Linked DNA regions of Sus scrofa: all the other regions are linked to region 3. Evidence: chromatin contacts called from public HiChIP or PLAC-seq data. All regions are on one chromosome and are shown on one strand. Each heading gives the region's core, a stretch centred on a gene start, on an enhancer-like site or on the middle of the called end of the contact. The rest is flanking DNA. Distances are from core to core; before and after follow the strand shown. Region 1 overlaps LOC100512907 (a long non-coding RNA gene). Region 2 overlaps LOC100512907 (a long non-coding RNA gene). Region 3 overlaps LOC100512907 (a long non-coding RNA gene).

What was found. HiChIP or PLAC-seq counts read pairs in DNA pulled down with a chosen protein or histone mark.
Region 1: an H3K27ac HiChIP or PLAC-seq map of skeletal muscle shows a contact between it and region 3. The contact joins two enhancer-like sites. A contact is called at or near these places in 1 of 47 Hi-C or Micro-C datasets (skeletal muscle) and 1 of 2 datasets of contacts at active chromatin or transcription factors (skeletal muscle).
Region 2: an H3K27ac HiChIP or PLAC-seq map of skeletal muscle shows a contact between it and region 3. The contact joins two enhancer-like sites. A contact is called at or near these places in 2 of 47 Hi-C or Micro-C datasets (embryonic fibroblasts and skeletal muscle) and 1 of 2 datasets of contacts at active chromatin or transcription factors (skeletal muscle).

What each region holds. Positions count from the first base shown.
Region 1 is chr7:17,064,183-17,069,192 of Sscrofa11.1, reverse strand. All of the region lies in intron 3 of LOC100512907 (a long non-coding RNA gene), which reads right to left. Among named protein-coding and RNA genes, the nearest start is that of SOX4, 180 kb to the right of the region's middle. Within about 2 kb of position 2,087, at least 19 of the 83 cell types and tissues checked have an H3K27ac peak or open chromatin away from gene starts, as enhancers often do. A contact at or near this core is called in skeletal muscle, where this site is marked.
Region 2 is chr7:17,095,675-17,100,672 of Sscrofa11.1, reverse strand. All of the region lies in intron 3 of LOC100512907 (a long non-coding RNA gene), which reads right to left. Among named protein-coding and RNA genes, the nearest start is that of SOX4, 210 kb to the right of the region's middle. Within about 2 kb of position 1,527, at least 22 of the 83 cell types and tissues checked have an H3K27ac peak or open chromatin away from gene starts, as enhancers often do. A contact at or near this core is called in skeletal muscle, where this site is marked.
Region 3 is chr7:17,240,776-17,245,721 of Sscrofa11.1, reverse strand. All of the region lies in intron 5 of LOC100512907 (a long non-coding RNA gene), which reads right to left. Among named protein-coding and RNA genes, the nearest start is that of PRL, 220 kb to the left of the region's middle. Within about 2 kb of position 3,026, at least 38 of the 83 cell types and tissues checked have an H3K27ac peak or open chromatin away from gene starts, as enhancers often do. A contact at or near this core is called in skeletal muscle, where this site is marked.

The sequences.
Region 1 (5,010 bases), core at 838-3,337, 180 kb after region 3:
CACTTCTGTTCAGCTTCTGCAACCTGTATCTCATATCTGAATCAGGTCAGAAAAAGACACAGGAAAAAGCCATTTTCGTGCTTATTCATTCAAGTACGTTAGCAAAAGACAGATGTTATAACCGATCTCCTAGCTCACTGTAGAAAATGAAGGAGAGCAAATGTGAAAATAAGTTCACCTGTTCCCAATTCCTGCTCAACTACTGTTAAATGTTCTGGCATAGTTCCTTTTCAATATTTAAAAGTACATTTTTACATGGGTTTTCTTGGTTTGTTTGTTTCTGAGGTTTGGTTTTTTTTTTTTTTTTTGGCTTTTTAGGGCCACACCCTCAGGGTAGGGGTTCCCAGGCTAGGGATTCGATCAGAGCTGCGGCTGCCGGCCTATGCCATAGCCACAGCAATACCAGATCTGAGCCACATCTGCAACCTACACCACAGCTCATGGCAACATCAGATCCTTAACCCACTGAGTGAGGACAGGGATCGAACCTGAATCCTCATGGATATTGGTCAGGTTGTTAACTCACTGAGCCCCAAGGGGACCTCCCAACATAGGTTGTTTATTGGACATTTATCTGCAATCTTATATTCCTTTCATATTTTCTAATGTAAATCAAACTTAAATATGAATTAAAAATAACTCCTAAACAGTTTTAATGTGCAATATTCCTCTCGTACACTTAAACATATATAATTATTTATATTGTTGTATGATGGGGATATCGTCATTTTTTTTCCCTTTTAAAGATTTCTTGTGTCTACAAAAGAGGAAAGTATGTTTATCTTTCAAGGTCTCTAAGATGTGCATTCCTAAAAAAAGAAACACACCATACCAAGATTTAGAGTATTCTGTAATCATAATCATTTAAGCAACTTTTATTAATCAGTTAGATAACTGATATTCTAACTGATAGGAACTTCAGCCCTTTTTTTTTTTTTGTCTTTTTGCTAATTCTTGGGCCACTCCTGCGGCATATGGAGGTTCCCAGGCTAGGGGTCGAATCGGAGCTGTAGCCACCGGCCTACGCCAGAGCCACAGCAACGCAGGATCCGAACCGCGTCTGCGACCTACACCACAGCTTACGGCAACGCCGGATCCTTACCTTAAGCCACTGAGCAAGGGCAGGGATCGAACCCGCAACCTCATGGTTCCTAGTCGGATTCGCTAACCACTGCGCCACGACAGGAACTCCTCCTAGCCCTTTTTAATAATGCATTTTCGCATGGATCCCAGACTATCACGTCTTCAACGGCATTTTTTAGGGAGTGATTTTACTTTCTAAAACATCTCTGTCTAGTAGTTCCACGGTAAAAGCAAATACACGCAGGAGGATAGAAAAAAACGCTGTGGAGGAAGGCAGGAGGGGAAGAGGAGGAGAGGGGAGAAATGATGCCTACTCTATGGTGAACCCTAGACACTTTTTCACTTATTTCTCAAGTTTTGCCCTGAAAAATATCTCCTCACACATGAAGTGGAACAAAAAAATAGCGCGTTCAGGTTTAAACGAGGCAGGGGACAGGATGAGAGCGGGTCCAAGAGTTCAGAGGCAGAGAAGGAAGGAGGGAGGGGCCAAGCCGACAAGGCACCCTCCACTTCTTCTCTTTGGTTCCTGGGCCTCCCCTCCAGGCCAAAGCTGTGGGAGGCCTCCAGAGCCAGAAAAGCTTACGACGACCCTCCCTCCGCCCCATTCAGTTCTGCGCCCAAGGACCCCACCCCTCCCCAGCCCGGCCCAGCCCCACTGGGCCAGGCCCGGCAGCAGCAGCAGCTCCAGGCACCCGAAGGTCATTGCTCGGTTTGGCACCAAACGTTCCCTCAGTGAAAACAGGCCTCCAAAGAAGAATGAAGCAACAGCCAGGAAAGAACCACTTTGCACACAGACTTCCAAGGAGAATTAGCCTCGTGAAATCCTCTGTGCAAAAGTTCACACCATAAAACAGCTGCTGCTCCATGTCTCGGGGTTCTAATTAGCCCCCGGCTCCTGAGGTGCACAGAACTTCTGGCCAACGGTGTCCAAGCTGCTCAGCTCTTCCCGGTGCCGTTAGATCCCCAAAGAGCCCTTGGTCAAAAAACTAGGTCATCAGCTTATCCGCCGCGAAGCATTTACTGTCGTTTCCAACGGCGTGTTCTGCTCAAGAGGTTATGATAATAAAGGAAGGGCTGCAAACATGCTTTCTTTCAAGTCCTGGCCTGCACGTTGCCACTTCCAAAACACTGGCTCCTTACCTTATCTTACTCTGGCTCTTTTAGACTCAAACCCACTGAACTCTGACCCTTTTCTGGATGAATACAAATCATTCCTTGAATGACTCTATCAAAGTTTATCTAAGCTCTCTCCCCACCACCGTCCCAGCTTTAACCTAACAGGTCCATGCCAAAAAAAAAAAAAAAAAGATTCCTGTTTCAAAAAGTATTAGCATGCTTTACCCCTGCCAAAGTTTACAGCATAGTTACATCCTGCCATAGAAAGGATGGGGCTGGGGGGGGGGGGGGCGGGATGCGGAGGAGGGCAGCTGTTTTTTCAATCAACTCCAGCAGAAAACCTCCCACGTCCCCCACACTGCTTCGTCCACACCCCCAGCAGGGCGAAGAGGGAGACCACGTGGCAAGTTTTATTTCTCCGAGGAGGAATCAAGCTAGCTGGCTGGCTGGCTTTCTCCATTCTCCCGTAATTGACCAAGATCCTTTCTCATTCACCTGGGGACCATTACAGATCCACGCCAAAGGGTTGGGTCTCTGCTCCCCTGGAGGCTGACTCCCGTTCTGATGGAGCCCGAGGCTTCGATCTCCTCCCCATCCATCCTCGCCAGAATCTTGCATCCTCCCACTTGAGCACAGCCCAGCTCAGGGGCACGCATGTCAGTGTCATACAAATAACAAACTCCAAGGTGGGTTATTTTTCATCCCACACCTTCCAGGAATGTGCTGCAACACCTTCCCACAAAAGGACACAGCTGCTGCTGACAGTGTCACAGCATCCCAACCAGCTATGTCCTCCCCTCCGAGCTCAGCAACTGGGCTTCTCCTTGCTCTTCGGACATGTGAAGAGGAAGGAAGGGAACCTGGGGGGCGTGCACAGGACAAAAAGCAGCTGCGGCCCACCCCCTCCTCCGCCTGCCCAAGAGCTCTCAACCCAGGGACCTTGAGATCAAAGGGTGGCTCCACCCAGGCGCTACCTCTGATTATTTTTCTCCCTTCCAGTAGGCAAGCAGAGAAAAGGGAAAATAAGGACAAATGTGTTCCAAACAGAAATACTGCCTAACACTAATTTGGCTTTGGGCAAGGACCAGATTTTAGGCCCGATATCTCCATCTCTGTCCAACGGTTAAGAAACTAGGGTGCAGCCTTGATCCAGCTCTGAAGCCTGCTGCCCAGAGCCTCTGCCAGACCCAGAGGAGCAACAGAACCCCAGACTGTTCCTCATTCCCTAGCTGCTCCCCCCTTTTTTTATTCTTGGTAAATTCTTTTTTTTTTTAATGCTGTGGTAATACTAATTACTATGGAATGGACTTTTAACTGCAAAACTTACATTCCTGGTGTGAAATGGTTCAGTATTTAGAGAAGACAGTACGTGTACATGAGCTGTTCTTCTAAAAAGCCTCTCGATCTTTTCTCAAATGACTGAACTGTAGCCAAAGAATGTGAATCAATGTTGATGTTATAGCTGAAGAAAAATCTAGGTTTAGGTAGCATTCATCTATGACCAATGTCATAACATGTTGCCCGTCACCCATTTAAAAATGGTCATAGGAGGTGACACATCATGAGCACTAACTGATGTCATCTCTAAATGCAGGTTTAATAAAACTTAACTCATTCACTGCCTTGAAGCCTGTCTGAATTCTACCCTTAAAAAGCTGGATTGCTGTGAAAGGCATAAAATCCCAAAAGTTTTATTTTGGCCTAGTAAATATATCATTAACATAACAATTGTTGGTGTAAGAGGTTTTTTTTTTTTTTTTTTTTTTTTTTTTTTTTTTTTGGTCCTTTTAGGGTCACATTCACAGCATATGCAAGTTCCCAGGCTAGTGGTCGAATCAGAGCTGCAGCTGCCGGCCTACATCACAGCCACAGCAACACAGGATCTGAGCTGTGTCTGCAACCTACACCACAGCTCATGGCAATGCTGAATCCTTAATCCACTGAGCAAGGTCAGGGATCCAACCCACGTCCTCATGGATATTAGGCAGGTTGATTACCAATGAGCTACCACAGGAACTCCGTAAGTTGCATTTTTAAGTTACGCTCTCAAACAGACATTTCACGATTTAAGTCACACTCTACCTTCCACACACACACATTTTTCTTCAAAAAAAGAAAACAAGCTAACATCTAACTAAGCCAACTCCTGATTCCCAATCAGTAAAGTCTACATCGGAAGTCTGATGCTTCCGACTCTGCTCCATTTCCATGGCTATCTAAGCATAAATGGAGGACAGGGACAGGAGAGAATCAAGAACTGGAAATGTCCATCTATTAGGAAGTTGAATTTCCCAATATAAGGTCGAGACAGTGGGATGGATTAGCTGAGGGTTTTTTTTGTTTTTGGTTTTTTTTGCCTTTTCTAGGGCCGCTCCCGCGGCATATGGAGGGTCCCAGGCTGGGGTCTAATCAGAGCTGTTGCTGCTGGCCTACACCACAGCTCACAGCAACGCCGGATCCTTAACCCACTGGCAAGGCCAGGGATCAACCTGCAACCTCATGGTTCCTAGTCAAATTCGTTAGCCACTGCGCCACGACGGGAACTCCTTGATTAGCTGACTGAGGGCTTGTCTGTCAAAGAGACCATCCCAGGAAGAAAACCAATTAACTTGTTTGGTTTTCATGGTAGAATGGAACCAAACAGTGGGAAAAAAGCAATCTATCTACACACAGCTCCCTCTCCTCCTCTGCACTGGCCCTTGGCTTGGCTCCTTGGTAACTTGTCTCCAACATCACCTGGTAAAAAACTTATTTGCAGCCAAGCAAATACTTGTGAACTTAATCTGACCTCTGTTTGCTGTCTCTCTGCAA
Region 2 (4,998 bases), core at 278-2,777, 140 kb after region 3:
ATGTACGATTCCAATTCAGGACAAAGTGGGCAGTAACTTACATTTTTAGCTCTTAAGTGGGTGCTCATGGCCATATGCAACTCTTGAGTGCAGAGATTAAACACTAAATATAGAACCAGGCTCATCTATACAGTGTAATTGTGGATTTCTAAGTTTTAGCTGCCAAGCCACAAGAGATGAGGGAGCTATTCAGAGGAATGGATTAGTTTAGCAAATATTCTACACTCTCCCCCAAATCACAGTTTTCAATAAATTAGGTGGCAACTGAGAAAATGTTACTCTTATCCCTACAAGTCTATACATCTTATACTTTTTATAGCCCTTGACCACTCGCTATGTGGGTTTTTTTGAGACTCACCTCCCCCCACCCCCCAGGAGGATGACTGCTGATCCTCTTAACATTGTTATGGTTTTCCAAGCACCCAAGCCCTTGGGTGTGACGCGCTTCTGCACCTGGACTCTCCATTAGTTCCAAGCAATATAAATAGAAAAGCAGCCATCAGTGAGGGATAGGAGGCAAAATGGCAGAGGGATACTATTTTTCGTTGAGGTACAGTTGATTTACAATGATTAGTTTCAGATGTAAAATATAATGATTCAAAATTGTATAGAGCATATTTCATTTACAGTTATACTACATTGGCTGTATTCCCTGTGCTCGACAATATATACTTACAGCCTATTTATTGTATACACAGTGGTTTGTACCTCACATCTCTACCCCATCTGGCTCCTTCCTCTCTTCCCTTTGCCCACAGGTAGTCACCAATTTGTTCTCTTTGTCTATGAGTCTGTCGTTACAGTCACTCTGTTTATTTGTTTAGATTCCACGTATCGGTGATATCGTACAGTATTTACCTTTCTCTGACTTATTTCACAAAGCCTAACACCCTCCAATCCGTTGTTGCAAAGGGTCACATGTCACTTTATTTTTATTTATTTTTTACAGCTGAGTCGTCTTGGCAGGGGGACACCATTAGAGAGTGAAAACAATGGCTCTGTGAAAATAAGGAGTCATAACACCGGGCAGGATCTCGTCGGGTCTGCAGAGGAAAAGTGTGGCGTGGAACTCCAGACGTATCTAACGCAGGGCACTTGTTCAGTACAACATCCGGCTTTTGTTCACGTCCACCAGCATCCTTTAGAAATAGACAACCCAAAGCCCATACAAAGGAAGCTGCTCCAACACTGACTTCTAATTAGATCACCACCCTCACTGGAGGAAAAAGGAAAATGCATCTGTCTACTGTTTCCTTAAAATCTGCTCCTGCTTTATCTGAAGGCTATAAAACAAACATCCTAAACGCTGCACTGAACTTGAGTTCAAAAGTTCAACAGTACAGGGAGAAATGGCAGCACCATCCCGGAGGAGAGGGTGGGCTGGGGGCTGCAGATGGGAGAAGGGCCACTGCGTCTCCCTCCTCCCACTCAGACCATCTGCAAAAGTTTAGGCCTCCCAACCATGCCGACCTCCAGGCCCATAGCCGTTACTCAAGCTGCACCTGCCCGGGATTAAGTTTCCTGCTGGTGAATGATCGTTTCTTTCCTTTAGTGGGTCCACAGCTGTCACGTGATAGAGTGGCAAGCAGGAAGAGGGAGCCCGCCCCTTGCAAAACGGGCTGAGCCGAACACCGACTTGGGTGACTCATCTTCAAAAACCTGTTCCTGAAAGGCTTTTGCATGTTTTTATCACTTCTTGCTTCAGCTCTCAGATAATTAAAGCCTGTCAGGGAAAGAGCTCTAACCTGGAAAACAACAGACTATCTCTATGATTCATTAGAGCTTCATAAGAATGAATAGGGCCCATTGTCTTTCTCTTTCCCCTTTGACCCTAAAGGCCCTGCAGTCTATGGTTTCTAACCTTGCTAAAAAGAGAGATAAACTCTGAAAAGGAGTGCAGCAGCTCCCCATAAGGAAGGCTCAATTGCGTGGCAGAAGTCAGTTACACCTGCTTGCCAGGATTTTGCTAATCCAAGCAATTTATCCATAGCGTGCCTATGATAATCTGGGACTGCCATTGTACCAGTGATGGAGTCAACTCTTAGATTCACTTTCACAGCTTCGAGGGTTATAGAGCGAATTTATATAAAATCTGTACATAATATTTGGAAATTCTACCTAAGAGTACATTGACAAAGGAGTGCATGGTTAGTCATAAGCAAAGTTAACTACAACAAGGAGAAGATTATGCTAGCCAAAATATATGATAAAGAATCATGGCTTTCCCTCAAAAGGACAGTTCTATATTTCATTTAAAAAAAGAAAAAAGAAAGAAAGCACAAAGCTGGATTTATATGAAAGGCTTCCCAAAGGTTAATCGAAACACCATATGCCTCCCCCAATCAGCGTGAACCAGTAGGGATGCAGGATTGTCAACCGTTCCAGGGGTCACAAATCAATGCGCAGGGGTCAAAGAGATGCTCGGGCAGTGACTTTCCTTCTAAGAATTCCACTCCTGCATAGCAAGAATGCTATTGCATTTTACACACACACAGCCTGGACACACCACAAGTGCAATCCCCCAGGTGAAACACCACCAAGCCGCCAGATGAGCAAACATACATTAAAGGGAAGAGCAGGGTGGCTTAGATTGAACTTCAAGGCTATCAGAGATAGAGAAATAAAATTAGGATTTAAGAAAAATTTTAAAGTCCCTTTCATTACCCAGCCACATCCCTCCCATACCCAGAAGTGCCAACTCTGGCTCCAAGTATCCTAAGACATTTAAAGGCTGACAAGAAGAAATTCCCATCTACTGCCCTAACACTTAATGTGGGCAGATGTCAACTGTTGGTGCCCAGGTGTTGAAACGTGCCTGTCTCACTTTGAAGCAGTAAGACAAGACAGGCTGAATACTTGTGGTTGATTATTGCAGCTCTCAAGTGAAGGCCAAAACGACTCTGAACACATGAGAAATGGAATACTCTTTCAAAACGCTCTGACTGAAGTGCCTCATTTTAGATTGCAAAATGGATTTTATACATTTCAGCTTTAAAAAAAAAAAAAAAAAAAAGAGGGAAGGAAAAAGAAAGAAAACAGGCGGATCGGTTTATTTTCTGAGCACAGTATTAATGACTAGATGACATCACCAACAGCCAATCAGAAATCTCTCTGGAGTCGGGTGTTCTAACACCATTTCATATTTATGGGTAAGCACCAGAAGGGTGTCAACCCTAAGCTGCATTTTCCTCCCTACTCACTTCTAAACAAAGTGCCTGCTTTCATTCAGCAGCCAAACTGGGGCGGGGGGCGGGGGGAGGGAACCACCTCTGTCTCTTCTTTCTCCTCCCAGGCTGTTTTCTGACAATCCCAAAATAATAAGTGGAAAGCAAGAGAGAACGCCTGGGACCTTATGTCACTGCTTCCTGCAAAGCTGAACAGTCTCTGGAGCTTCAGAAAAGTCCTTCACTGACAAACCAAAGCCAAGACTTCATCTGTTAAACCTTTAAGAGCAGAAAGGAGAGACGGCTTGCAGAAGACAGGGTCAAGGCTCTCTGTACTCAAGAAGTGAATGCGATTGGTTTTCCCCCTCCTATTTTTTTCAATCATTCTCTACTCCCACAACTTCCTCCCCTTCTAAAGCAATGTTGAAGAAGAGAAACAAGTTAACCCTGCCATGGTTAATCTTAGGCCAGTGCACATAGAACAGCTCAGCTTCACTCTCACCCAGATGGATGGAGGCCAGACATCATCAGGGGACCCCAGGCTCAGGACGATGAAGTCAGCACATCAGTGCTGCTCACAATGCTCTCACGGTTGTTACTAACTACAGAGCTGGTGGGAGATGCTGTGGCCAGAACAGAAGCATGGCTCGAGTTTGTCTTCCATCTAAAATCAATCTGTATCAACAGAAACTGACAATGCAATTCAAATTCGAGGCAGCACAGAAGAGACGTTTATGGCATCCACAAAAAAAAAAATCCCTGCCCCAGACAAGTGCAATGTGCATCCTGCTCTCACACTTCTCCCAAAAGCTTGCCTGGAGATGAATATAGCCCTTTTCCTTTTCCACAGCCCTAACCATCTGATGTTGTATCAGGATTGCTGGATTCAGCCCAAAACCAGAATTATAACATGTAATAAGATGCTTGGCCATGCCGCAAAGATGACAGAATTTGGCATGCTGGCCTGGAGCCAAAGTGACAGATCTTGAGCTGATGTTTCTTTCCAACAGATTTAATAATGTACAAAGAGAAAAAAATTTAATAACCTACTCTGAGCAAATTCAGTGTCTACAAGCTTCTTTCGGTTTGCCTCCGACAAGCCCCCTCACCCCCACCAGTCCATACTTTCCTAGATGCCAAAAACATGCAAATTAAGTGACTGTAGCCTGGCCCTTTTCACGATTAACTTGGGTCAAAGGTAAGCTCATTAGATTCAAAGGGACAAGGGGAAGGGGGGATCTCCCTAATTAGGGGCTATGTAATCAGAATCATCTAATTTCTCCTGCATGCCCCCACCTAAGCCTCTCCCTCCCTGCCACATGGGAAAGCTTATATCTTTTATACACAACCCACATACACTCTTCTCCTTGCAGAGACTCCATACAAATCACGGGTCACAATATAAGGGAAAGACAGTTATGTCTGAAGCAAAGAAAAAAGGAATCTGACCAAGGACCTTAGGTCATCCAGGGCTTAGGAAGACAGGGAAGGAAAAAATGATGTTTCAGATGCCTTAAAGAAAAAAAAAAAAAGAGGAGGAGGAAAAAAGAGTTCCTTTTGTCCCATATGCTAAGCAATGGGTGTTGTCAAAGTTATAAAAATTCACCAAGACAAAAATTAAAAGCAAGACATGAAAATCTGAGCACTCTGTGATAGAGGAACCAATTAGAAGGCAATATGCTCGTCTCATAAATCCAAAAATAAATATTTGAGTGTTTCTAAAGTGCATTCTTGCCAATGCCCTTTCCTAAGACAAAAGGGATCCTTTCTAAAACCTACCAATTAGAAGGCGTTGTTATTACTCTCTAATCTTGGTGCTCCAAGGTAGTTGGCA
Region 3 (4,946 bases), core at 1,777-4,276:
TACATCTTTAGCAGCATTTCTTAAGAGTGTAAGCAAGGAAAGCTGGCATTAAGACACACAGGTTCAAGCCCACTCCACCATGTTGGAGATCCAAGACAGAGGGACCCAGCTTAGAACTGAAAACCCAAGCAGACTGTCCAGAAGTCAAAGACCTGTCAAAGTTCTCAAAATCCAGACTATCAATTCCTGCTCCTGCCACCAGGAAGAGGAAAAACGCTCTCCGGTGGCATCTTATGTGTAGAGACAGAAAAATGCCCCTGAATGTGGTTCTTTGCTTCCTCAACTCAAATACCAAGAGCTGCTGCCTTAGGTGCTCAGCCGAGTCCATCACTCGGGGTGAGAGCCATGCAAAGTACAGGACATAGAAGCTGCCCACAAGACGCCTCCATTTCTGAGGGAAGAAAAGAACACAAAACAGCGAGAGGGAACAACAAAGGATCGCTTATTCTATCCTGAAAGTGTGACCACGCAAGTAAAATGTCAGTTCAACCCCAAGTCTTTGGGAGAAAGGAGTCCTTATCGCCTGCCTGCATGGACCAGCTTAAACCTCTGTTTAAGAGAAAAGGGGTAGGATGTCTCCACCAGGGAGAATAGGAAAACCAGAGCCAGACCCACAAGCCCACCCCGATGAGGTGAGGTGAGGAGGAACGAAGAGCATGGACTCGGAACACCAACTCCGATGAAACTGGGAAGAAACGAAAGCAAAGATCACCTCTCTTACACCAGCAGATCCGAGTTCAAAGCCTAACCCGCTAAGTCTGTGCACTGGGCATGCTCATTGTTGACCTGCTTTTCTATTCCCCTGCACAAGCATTTATCCCATACTGTCTGGCAGAAGCTCTTCCTTACAGTTCTATAAGCATTTATCACAACAACACAATTGAGTGGGGTCCTGTTATTATCCCCCCCCCCTTACAAACAGGGAAACCAAGGGAGCAGGTAGTCGGATACTTTGAAGGTGACAAAGTTCTAACTCAAACCTGGGGGATATGGCTTCCAGCATCTGAGCTCCAAAGTGCTTTGCTGCCTCATCTACGAAATGCTTTCTTTTCCAGGCCATGGTGTTGATGCAGTGACATGTGGTAACAGCACCCAGCACAGTGCCTGACATTTAGCAGAGGCTGAGTCATCTCCCTCCTCCCACTGCTCCCTGACTCCCTCTCACCACTCTGTGGAAGGCTGGAGGCAAGATTCTGCACACAGATAAAGGCAGCTGTGCCAACGTCAGTGTGCAAAGGCCCAGGGGCTCCGGGGCAAGCCAGCAAACCACCCTCTGTCTTTATGCCCTGAGGCCTGGAACAAGAGCTCTAACTCCAGCAGAGATGCCCAGCATTTCCAGACAGGAGCTGCCTCTACTTATTACAAACTGCATTCAAGGCATGGGCTTTGGAGACAAGCCTGGGGGAAACTGAAAGACTTCTGATTTCTATACTAGGAGCTGAATATGTAGATGTCAACACCAACACCACACCACACACACACACACACACACAAAAACACCTAACACTTACACCATACCCACCACTGAGGGAAAATGACCTACTTTCCAGAACTTTCCATTGCCTAGAAACTCCCAGTGTCTGCATCAAACTGCAGCTCTCTTTAAGGCAGTCCAGACAGTGATGGTGAGCTAAAGGACAGAGTCCTGAGTCCCTTTTGAAAATTATTAAGAACAAATTAGGCCCAGGGGCCCTGGGGAGCCTGTGTCATAAAACATGAGAAAATTGTGTCTTCCAGTCCTCTGGCAGTATTTTCATGAACTAGTGACAACTGAATAGAAGATAGAGATTATTTTTGTATCTTGACCTTAGTCTAAAATGCTATTGAGAAAGCTGCACCTTACCAGTTAAGGGACTTACCTAGCTGTGAAATAGTGACCCACGCAGTATAGGAAGTTTAATACATTCAAAAAGTTCCAAGTGCACAACCAGTACAATTTACTAAAGTAAGAGGCGACCAGGCGGGGATGCTGCCTACACACTTGCTCACTTTTTCGTCCATTAACAAAAAGTTCTATTTTATGCCAAGGCAACATAAGAATATTATTTTATTGCACCAAGAATGCCACCACCATGAAGCATGAGAGCTGTTGTTCTGACCCTAAAAAGGAGCTAACGTGGTTTAAAAGTAATTAAGAAGGAAAGCTGACTCTCTGTGTTTTGCACCTCGGTCAGCGTGGCTACTGGGTTCCCTGCAGCCTGCCAAAGTCGGCAAAATGACAGTGCTTGTAACCACCCGATTTCTAAAACTGTAAGCTTCTATTGTGAAGAAGCTTGATTTTCTGCTTTAGAAATCCATCACCTGCCGGTCGGTCCTCGTGGCATATTGCTAAGAGACACCACAAAGGGCCCAGGTGCACACATGGGGAATCAAGTTCTTCTCTCCTTTTAATTACAGGTCGGCAACCGTCAGGGGGATGGTGGAGAAACTGCCTCCCTAAAACGTTCATTAGAGATGGCAATTTGCTAGCGGGGAAACAAAAACGGCCTCCTTCAACTCACTCATCTGCAGAAGCCCCCCCCCCCCAACCCCAAGGTGAATTATGCCTCTGTAATCACACGCTGGCCACACTGAGGCTCTGGGCTCAGCCCAGAACGCTTCCAGAGGGGAGGCAGGGACAGAAAAGCAGAGGTCACAAGGAAAGAGCAAGCCCTGAAGAAAGCGTTCAGACGTCCCGAACCTGTGCGAACAGTTCCTTCTACTTCCTGTTTAAGCTGTTACCCACCCCGCAGGAGGGACAGTTGTTATCTTAGTAATTTCAAAAGCTATTAAGTGAGGATGAAGGAGGGAGCTAAGGAAGTGAGGTGGGAGGGAAGGAGTTTCTCTGTTTGTGTGCATGTGTGCGTGTGTGCGTGCGTGCGTGTGTGTGTGTGTGTGTGTGTTGTGAGTCAGCAAAAGCCGGAAGCCTGACAAAAGACTTCAAACAACAAGCTGGAAAGGAGGACAATAGCTTCCACCCCCAGACAGTGAGAAATTGCATTATCCTAAGGGATCGCGGCCACCCGTGCTCAGTGCAGATAAGTGAGGAGCTCTCTGTTCTGGCCAATAGGAGCCAGGCAGCCGCAGCTGCTCGCGGAAGCCCTGGGTGGCCTCCGTCCCAGCCGCTCCAAATGGTTTCAAGGCAAAAGCACTGCAGCTGGGTGGTGCTCAGAAGCTCAGGGGGTGGGAGGGGAGGCTGACAAAGTGGAGGCTGGCAAGTTGCACCCCCCACCCCCCCACACGCCAGGTGCTCTAAATCCCCTCTCCCGCTTAGGGAAACCACACACAGGTCTCCAGGCTGACTCCTCAGGCAGCTGTGTCAGAGCCTGCCTCCCCATCATTCCACAGCACACAGTGAAACGGTGCCTCAGAGACGGCGGACCCTATGGGGAAACTTCCCCGCCACACAGTTCTTCGTGCTCCAGGAGCAAGAGGATAATTAATGCCACTTGGCCAAAGAGAGGGGCATTCCAAATGCAGTCATCAAGGAGACTGAAGCCTCGCCACACAACCTACACTGCAGACACAAAGCCCTGGAGACAAAAAAAAGACTTGGGCAAATCCGATCAGGAACTTCCATCTGCAGTAAAAAGGTGAAATTCAAAAGGGTATATTCACTATCCTGAGTGGAAAAAAAAAAAATCTTCATATTTGAGGAAAAGTGTATGAAAGTTACATCAGGGGCTAGCTCACTTCTGGAAATACTATTATTTACGGGGGAAGAATTAACTAAATAAAAAAGCATGCATTGAATATATTAATGAGTACTTGCCATCCAGTTTTACAGTATTACTTGTCACGGGTTATATTTTTAAATGTTTTCATGTCCGTGGCTCATATCTATGCAGTATGTCCACCTGACAAGTTTGTTAAAAGCACAAGAGAAGCTGATGATGCTGAAACCCCATATTTACATGCAGTTCCCAGACCAGATAACCACTGGCAGGCCCTAACTTTGTATACGAATTCTTTTGAAAGAAATATATACATATGTAATTTTTAAATCAAACACACACACACAGGTGTGTGCAAACGTTAACAAAAATGAGAGAAGCGGTAAAGACAGAAAAGTATTAAAGTTCGAGCCCTGACTGCCTCACAAGTGCTGTTAAGAATATTCTGTGCAAAGTCAAAATGGGTAGGAGTGTTAAAAATTAAAATCAAGTCATCTGGCATCTCAATCACTGAAACGGAGGTTGAAAGACGCAGGAGACATTTTCCCCTCAGCCCTTGATTTGCTATGGGGCCTGCATCAAGTTGTGCTATGCCTCTGTTATAACATCTGCAAAATGGAGATAACGCTTCACACTACCTACCTCAGAGAGCTGCCAGAAGATTAGATCCCAAAAAAGAAAATCCTCAAAGCCCTTTGAGTTTCTCATAAATATAAGACGTGCAACTTAATAAAATACCAGCACCCTCGACAAAACTCCTAAGAGGCTCCAGGCTACAGAAACAGGAAACAGACACCAGGAATACAACACAGCAGATACCACACAGGACACAGCATTTAAGACCAGGGAGGCGGCAGGCCACGTCACCCCCCAGCTTCTAGGGAAAAGGTGGGGGAAATAACTCTGAAATTCACAACTACTCAGACAAAATCAAATATCTAGATAAAGGGGAAAAAAAATACAACACTGTTTCGACAAATCACCAGTAAGTAAAAATGATGCAATCCTGACACGTAAACCCAAATTCTTGCTTAAAGGTTCAGAGCTACACAAAGACAATCAAGCAACATCATTCTAGTAGTTTTCCAGTGCTAGTCAAGTCTCTTATTAAGTTGGTTCCATGGAGGGGTACATGTAATGATGTCCTCACACTGAATGAAATTTGAGCCCAGAAAACATAGAGTACTTTTGACCCATTTGTAACAGAAACAAAGCCAAAATGGATTTTACATTGCCACCTCTAGAAAACAATTACTTTGGGGTTCACAAGGAAATCGGGAGAAAAGTATTAAA